Linked DNA regions of Arachis hypogaea: region 1 is linked to region 2. A link is a contact called in public Hi-C data. All regions are on one chromosome and are shown on one strand. Each heading gives the region's core, a stretch centred on a gene start, on an enhancer-like site or on the middle of the called end of the contact. The rest is flanking DNA. Distances are from core to core; before and after follow the strand shown. Region 1 has its middle 29 kb from the start of LOC140174306. Region 2 holds the start of LOC112702692.

The links. A called contact is a pair of places that touch in the nucleus more often than the background predicts.
Region 1: a Hi-C map of an unstated tissue shows a contact between it and region 2, with 5 times the contacts expected there. The contact joins the enhancer-like site here to the promoter of LOC112702692 in region 2. A contact is called at or near these places in 5 of 8 Hi-C or Micro-C datasets (leaf and an unstated tissue).

What each region holds. Positions count from the first base shown.
Region 1 is chr7:18,249,540-18,253,852 of arahy.Tifrunner.gnm2.J5K5, forward strand. No RefSeq gene overlaps it. Among protein-coding and RNA genes, the nearest start is that of LOC140174306, 29 kb to the left of the region's middle. Within about 2 kb of position 2,237, at least 3 of the 3 cell types and tissues checked have open chromatin away from gene starts, as enhancers often do.
Region 2 is chr7:18,133,040-18,137,277 of arahy.Tifrunner.gnm2.J5K5, forward strand. LOC112702692 reads left to right here and starts at 2,647. Exons shown (of 1, transcript XM_025753836.3): 1 at 2,647-3,596. The coding sequence starts at 2,759. The coding sequence ends at 3,433.

The sequences.
Region 1 (4,313 bases), core at 987-3,486, 120 kb after region 2:
GAAAGTCCCACTCAAATCTGTCATATGCTTTGTTCATGTCAAGTTTGATGGCTAGATTGTCTGAACTATCCTTGCCTCTCTTGGTTATAGCTTGAAAGGCTTCTTGGATGATTACAATATTATCTTGGATTTGTCTAATGCCTATAAAAGAACTTTGGGTGGGAGAAATAATTTGGTCCATAATCCTTCTCAGTCTTATAACCATCACCATTGAGAGGATTTTGTATATAAAATTGTAGCAGCTAAAAGGCCTTAGATGATTGATACTCTCCACTTGCTTGACTTTTGGGACCAACACCACATGAGTCTCATTGACCTCCTTCAGTAAGAGGTTATCCCTGAAAAAATTTCTATTTACCACACAAAGTTCTTTGTTTACCACCTCCTAGTGTTTCTGATAAAACAAACCATTTAATCCATTCGGTTCTGGTGCTTTAAGGCTACCCATGCTGAAAACTGTATCTCTGATTTTCTCATCATTGACTTCTCGGTTAATAAATTCATTCATGTCTTCATTGAATCTCTTAGAAATTTTGTTGATGTATTCATTCATCTCTACCATCCCTCTTGATTTGAAAATATTTGAAAAGTGATTTTTGATGAGTTATATAATTTTCGCTTGCTCTTGAATCCATTGCCCGTCACCATTTTTTAGTTTCTCTATTCTGTTTCTGTCTCTCCTTTAAATGGATGTAGCATGGAATAAAGTGGTGTTTTTATCTCCCCATTTTATCTATTTAATTCTTGCTCTTTCTCCACAAAATTTTTCTTCTTGGTTCCATAATCTGAAATTGGCTTCCTCAGTCTCTTGGATTTGTTATTACTGTTGGTAGGTGTAGGAGCTATTCTGTAGCCTTTGAAGCTTGGTTTTAAATTTTTCTATCTTTTCATCAGCCCTTCTAAACGTTCTTTTACTCCATTTTCCCAACTCTTCCTTGCAATGTTTCATTCTTGTAAGAAGTTCAAGCCAACTTCCATCTGTTGCACCCCTTTTGTCCCAGCCTTTCTTGATAGTTTCCTCATATTCCTCGTTGTCTTGTCAAAATGCCTCATATCTAAATAGTTTGGTGCTCCTATGCTCTATATTTAATTGAAAAAGAAGGGGGCAATGATCGGAAAAAACAGCAGGGAGGGCAGTGAAGGTAGCATGATTATATAGGCTCCTCCAACTCTAGTTGACCAAGGCTCTATCTAATTTTTTTCGAGTAACAAATCTGTCTCTAGGATTACTGAACCAAGTGAATTTATTTCCTTTCATGTCCAGGTCCATAAGTGCATTGTCGTTGAAAATTTTTCTGAACTTTTTCATCTATATTTTGGGTTTAGTATGCTTGCCTTTTTTTTCTCTTGGTATAAGACCTCATTGAAATCTCCAATGTAGCACCTGAGATCTTTTGAGTCTTCTCTATTTGCAGATAAAGTTCTCCATAACTTCCTTCTATGCTTGAAAGTGGGATTACCATAAACAAAATTACCTCTGTTATATGTTTTAATGAAATTTTGTTCTAAGAATAAACAACAACATTCATACTATTCTTCCATAAAATGTATAGCCCACCGATGAAACCCAAAGTTCCACACAAAAGTGATTGTCTAGTGACAACCTTCTTTTTAATTTAATGATTCTTACATCTCTTGCTTTAGTTTTCATTAGAAATTCTAAGGCATGCTTATATTGTTTACATAAACTTCTAAGCTCAGCTACTATTGCGGCGCCCATCACTCTGCGACAGTTCCAACTTAAGACACTCATGGTTGTGTAGGGGGTATGGTTAGGCCCGCCTCCTCAGCCATTGAATCTTCCTCTCCTTTGTTCTGTCTTGTGTACATTAGTTTCTAGTAAAGCTCCTGAAATTCCTTCTCATCAATATCACTTCCTCTAAACTTTTTTTGCTTGCTTTGGCTCTTGTTCATTCTCCCACTCCTCGTTTGTGATTAGGTAGCTTGCTACTTTTTCTCTGCTCTTCTTCAGACTCAAAACCTTCTTCATTCTTATTGCTAGTTCCCTTTCCCATGCTGTTGAATTTTCTTTGCCCTTATTCTCTTGTGCAAAATATTCTTCCCCCTCTGGTAGAAGTTCCACATAATAGTCTCCCTCTTCCACATAGTTGAATGAGCCTTCTAGTCTCGATTTTTCTTTTTCTTTGTTCATTTTAGCTGCGTCCCTAGTAGCCCATACCTCATATTCTGGCTCTTCGCAGATAAAATTTTTTCATTTGGATATTCTGGATTGATTGAGATTGCTCTTAGGTAGTTAGATGGTAATAGGGATTGCTTGTTATGTTCAACTTTTTTGGAGATTGTAAGTTGGCTTGGGCTAAAATTCCTTCCTGTTATATCTTTGTTAGGGCTGAATCCACTTGAATTATCTCCCACCATAGCAACATCTTGATTGGTTTCTGCCTTTTTTTGTTTGCAACCATTTCTTGGTCTTGGATTATTGGAATTGTTGTGTTGAGCCCAATGGTAACAGGAGGCCCATTTTGATTGCTTACTATCCCTTTTCCTTTGCTCAGACACTCCAACACCCTTCTTTCTACCTTATTCTTTTCATTTATTTCTCTTTTGATTTTGGATGCTAGACTAATTTGATTGATTTACAGCAGATCTTGCTTCTTGAGCTCATTTCCTTGTATCAGGGGATTAAAGATTTTTTCCTCCTTTTTTCTGCCTTTTTCCTGCCGTCCTCATGTACTGCATTGTCCTTGTCTTTAGAAGTCACTTTAGCACCTTCTCTCTCTATTGTCTGCTAGCTAATAGCACTTTTAGCATTCCTTTGTTCACTTTCTCTAGTTCTGATTTGTGGTGCATGTGCCTCTCCTTCTTTCTCTCTTTGCTCGAGCATCTCTGCTTGTCTTCTTACCTCCATGGTGATTAGTGGTCTGGCTGGGTTGGTTCCTAGCTTCACTGAGTATTTGGGTATGTTAGGGTTCTAGCATGCCATGGCTGTGGACCAACTACAGGCCCTTCTCTCATGCCCTATAATGCTACATTAAAACAGTAACAATCTTGTAATCTCTCATATTTGAGGCTTACCCACATTTCTAGACAGGGGTCTCTTGAGAGCCAGAATCCTGTTTGGAGGGGCCTTGAAATGTCTGTTGTGGTTTTGAATCTCAAAACGTTCCTCATGAGAGTGTTGTCTATGAGAGGATCATCCACTTCCTTGACAATTTCTATTAAATCTACAATTTCTAAGGCTACTTCCAGGTTCGTGTATTCCTCTGGCACTCCATGTACTTGAATTCAAAAAGCCATGAATTCGTGGTTTATCTCCTCTAAAACGTCCCCTCGGTGACCATCTTTGTAAGTTGATGAGATTTTCTTTTATGCACCAAGGACCATTGTCTAGGATTTGCATTCATCTCTTTTTGTCGCTAAAGCTTATTAGGACTTTATTCCTACCCACTTCAAAAATGGCTACTCCTTTTGGGTTTCCCCACAAAATTGTTGAGTTATTTCGAAAAGTGGTTTAAATGAACAGGGTGTTATGATCAGAGACTGCTTGATTTAAAATTGTGTTTTGCACTTTAAATGTATTTGTAATGGAGACAACTCTCTCACTTACTAGAACTAAAGTTCTCAAGAACCTCTTCGTTGAGAGAAAAAAATTTTCCAATTGAAAGAAACTTAACAAACATAAGGTGTCTTTGCTTAATACATCTGGGTAGAGCGGTTAACAATACCAACCCCATGAGATTTGGGTCTTGATTATACGAATTAAGATGAGAGAGTTCAAGAATAAAGGTCACTTTTTTAAAAAAATAACTGGGCCAAAAGCCTATATATAAGACCTAGGGAGTCTAGAACCAATCCTATGACAAGTTCTTTTTTTGCTATTTTTTATTTATTTTTATTTTGACCCATCATTTTAGTTTCATTCAATAAATTCTTTTAAAGTCATTTTATTTTGAGTATTTATCCATTTTTGTCTCTAAAAAATTTTGGACCAGACATTTTAGTCTTCAAATAAAATTAATCAGCTCATTAGTCCCTAATATTTAACTCCGTAACTCGTACTGGTTTTTGACCCACTTTGTTCCGTCAAATCCTAATGGAGCTATCCTATGTATCACGTTAAATTTCCATGTCAGACGTTAAGCGCCATGTGTGAAGGAGACAAATTGATTCTTGGACAAATTACAGTCAATTTGGTCTCCAAAATTATTCATTATAAAGCAAATCAATCCGCAACAATATTCATTAGGAAAATTAGACTATCACAAATATGAAAAAGATTTCAAACTAGAATGTCTATTTTTTACTAATTAAAGATGAAATTTCACTTTTCAACCTCATAATCACCCAAGTCA
Region 2 (4,238 bases), core at 1,397-3,896:
AGATTTATTTTGTATTTTGAGTATTAGTTTTTTAATATATAAAACAATTATAGCAAAAATTATATAAGTCACTAATTATTATTTGATTTATCTTGTAATAAAAATTGCATATTATATTTATAAGTTTGGTAATAAAAAAGGACTGAAAATCTATATTGTGCAGCGATGAAGGTAAAATTAGAGAAAGTTTTTTTTTTTTATAATTTGATAAGGCTATTGTCATGCTTTTAAAGCGTGGCCGTATCTTTCATTATCACCACGCTTTAAAAGCGTGGTCATATCTCGCTATCACCACGCTTTGAAAACGTAATTCTATCTCACATAAAAACGTGATCATATCTTCCACATACAGCCACGCTTTTAAGAGTGACAATTTATAAAAAACGTGGCGATAGATCACCAAAAACGTGACGATAGAGAAATCGCCACACTTGCAGATGTGTTCTTTTCAAAAATATAATTGTAGTTCAAAAAGCGTGGCAAAAAATTATTGTCACACTTTTTTTTTAGTTTTTTACCATGCTTTAAAACATAACAATAAAAATGTTTTCTTGCAGTGGCCGCTATTGGTGTCTATTGCCGTCACTATCTACGTGTTTATTTAATTTGTCTTGTTGATTTTGATAAATTCCTGCAAAACATGTGCATGATTACATAAGGATTAACAGCTTCAATTCCTCTAGAAAAGATTTTCTAATATAAGATTATCTCTTTATTTGAGAACTATTTGAATTGGTTATATGTGAAATTCTATCTCATGTGTCAATAATGTAACACAAGCATTATTAATTGTTAAATTTTGTTTTTTTTTTTTCTTACGCGAGTGATTATTATTTTTTTCTTTAGTCATAAATTTTGATATTTGAATTTGTTTATAAATTTTTAACTAAAATTTATAAACAAATTATTATTAAAAATTGTAAAATTTTAAATTTTATTAATTTAAAAATGATTGAATTTAAATATTTAAAATTATATGTTAAACTTTTAAACAATTTTTTTAACTATAATTTAAATTTATCAGTAAATTTATTGTCGCTAGTTATTACTTTAATTATTAATAAATAATATATTATCGTCGGATTTACTAAGAGATAAATTTGACCATAACAAACTCTAGAATTTTATTAACTAATATTTTATATCCACCACTAAATTTATTAGTAATTAGCGACATATAAAAAAATCTGTTGATAAATAATTATTAACAAAATTTATACCGTTATTTTACTATTAAAATTTATACCATTAAATTTATTTTACTATCAAATCTGACAATAAATAAATTATTGGTAAATTTTTTTAATAAATCTAATGGTATTTGAGGACTTTTTTTTTTATATTGTTCGATTCGTGCCTTTCATTGCACTTCATCCTTTCATTCCTTACACCTTCTTTCGATCTCAATAATTAAGTGAAATAAAAAATGAATTAAAATCTGACATACATCGCGCGGAGAACAATAAATTCATTAGCTATCAATGATTTTTTTTGTTTTGTTTGTGATATTTTTCAGCTCAAAAGGTTAAAGATTAATTTGTTATAGATCTAAATTCTATTTAAAGATCTGTCGCTGGCTAATAGATTACTACATGCATCAAGCAGAATTTAAATTTCTAATACTAAAAGGACGAATAAATTTATCACTTGACCAACTCAAGTTGATTAGCTATCAACGATTACTATAGGCTTGATTCAGTCATTGTTTTAATTTCTTTGTATGTGAACTAAGTAAATAATCTACCAAATACATAGATATAGTTGACTTCTTTTTTTTTTCTTAATTATTTTCGATGATCTGATCAAACTCTACTATTATTAGAATGTGGAATACCAATTAAATATTGCAAGTGCACCCACTACCAATTCCCAATCTCATGTTAGAGATTCCTTTAATGAAAAGTCTTAAACTACTTCCTCACCAAAACCCTTTGAAGATGCCTCTCGTTACACACACTCTCCAGTCGTTTACAGTACATATATATTTTAGAATTTTAATTAAGTAGTTCCCACGTTGATTTAGATTTAAATTATGTAAATAATTTATATATTTATAGAGAGACTTATAAGTTTATTGTTGTAAACTTATTTTTGTCAAAATATATGGTTAGTCTATTTTATTATTGTTTCTAACTTAATCTATTTATTTCTATGTGCTTAATTGCATGACTATTTACCCAATAAAAAAATGTTTGCATATCCTTTGATGCATATTTTAGAAATATTCAAAATCACCCTCTCTTTATTAGTAATAAAAAATAATTTTTATTAACATGTTTCTAAAACACCTATTAAATATATTCCAGAATCAAATATTTCTATTGATTCAATCACATACTATAACAATTTTGCTAAGGAGGATGACAAAAATTAGGGAGTGTCACACTTTTTATGGCTCTAAAATAATGTCATTAATATTAAAGATAATTACATTTAATTTCGTTCCAATTATCACTCCATTATCATATATTAATTAAGGGTGTTTTAATTTAGTAATTTTAAAGAAAGTTAATTCGATAGAAATATCCCATTAGCAACAAAGAAGGTGGCAATAATCTCTCTCCAAAATTGAACCAAAAAGTCACATAAAGATTACACATTAAAATTTACTTGTATTGATTAATTAATAATTAATATTAATAATTATATACACTTACATACGCGCACACATATTTCAATCTCAACCTTCCATGATAACTATATATACATATATTATATATATAGCAACCTAGCTAGGCAATTGAGGATCAGCATCATCATGTCATCAAAATCAAACCCTTCAAACATTATTCTCCAAAGTCCTCCCAATATCCTTGTTATGAGTCAAAAGAACAACAAGAAGAAGAAGAAGCTTAACATGTTCCTTGTTCATGATGAGGAACACTTATCAAGACAAGTATCATCAAATGAAGGTTATTACCATGATGTTGGTGAATCAGCATCGGTTCCATTTGTTTGGGAATCTCAACCAGGTACTCCTAAGGTTGTTAGATTCAGAGAAACCTCTTTTCCTCCTCTCACCCCTCCACCTTCTTATAATTACCAAAATGCCACTCCAAAAAACCCATTATTTACCAATGGCAAGAATAATAAAAACTCTTCAAAGTCTACTAGTCTTTTTAAAGCTTTATTATTTCCCAAGAAACGTAATAATAATAACAACAAAGGGTGTGTTGTTGTTCCTCCATCGCCAGAATCTCCTAATTCTTGGTCACACTCGTTGTCGTCGTCGTCTTCTTCTTTGTCATGGCGGCCAACATCGTACTCCGTGCCGAATTCTCCTATGGTACGACATCCTAGGAAGAGTGGTGGTACTACACAAAATGAAGATCTTTATTATGTGAATGATTCTAGTTTGTGTTTTGGAAATGCTAGATCAAGATGGTGTTCCTCGTCTATGTTCAAGAAGGTATTGCTTGGAGATGTTATGTAATAATAATGATAATGTGGAATTTTGGATTTTGAAATTATCTTTATTTGGTTAATGTATGTTAATAATGATAATTACTAAGTGCTGATATATAGTTGGAAAGATTATTGAATGTATACCAAACCAAACTTATTGTAATGAAGTGCACGTCATATCTTTTACTTTATTATTACCAATTTACCATATAAGGATTTTATTCCTTCTGTAATCTTATGTTATATATACTAAATTGATAGTAAATAATTATCATAACTAACATTGTTATTTATGGTGAAGGAAAAATATTTGGAATTAATTTTTTTAATCAACAATCAGTTATTTTTAGGGATAAGTATTATTTTGGTCCTTTATGTTGAGGGTCAGAATCGAACTCGCCCCTGGTGTATATTTTGATTTAAAATCATTTTTAATGTTGTATTTGATTTTAAAATCGTCCTTCTAATTTTTTTTTAAATGACAAAAATACTTCTTTTTTCACCATTTCATTCTTCTTGTTCTTCTTTCTCCAGGAGAACAAATTCTGTTCTTGTTCTTCTTCTTCCAGAAGAAGAAATTCTTCCATTAACAAACTCAAAACTTCAAATCTTAATACAGTTAACAAAATCCAATTACAAGAATTAAAAATACAACTTTTTTTACCATTTCATTCTTTTTGTTCTTCTTCCTCCAAGAGAACAAATTCTGTTCTTGTTCTTCTTCTTCTAGAAGATAGAAGAAATTCTTCCATTAACAAAATCAAAACTTTAAATCTTAATACAGTTAACAAAATTCAATTACAAGAATTAAAAATACTCAAATTCATCTCCAA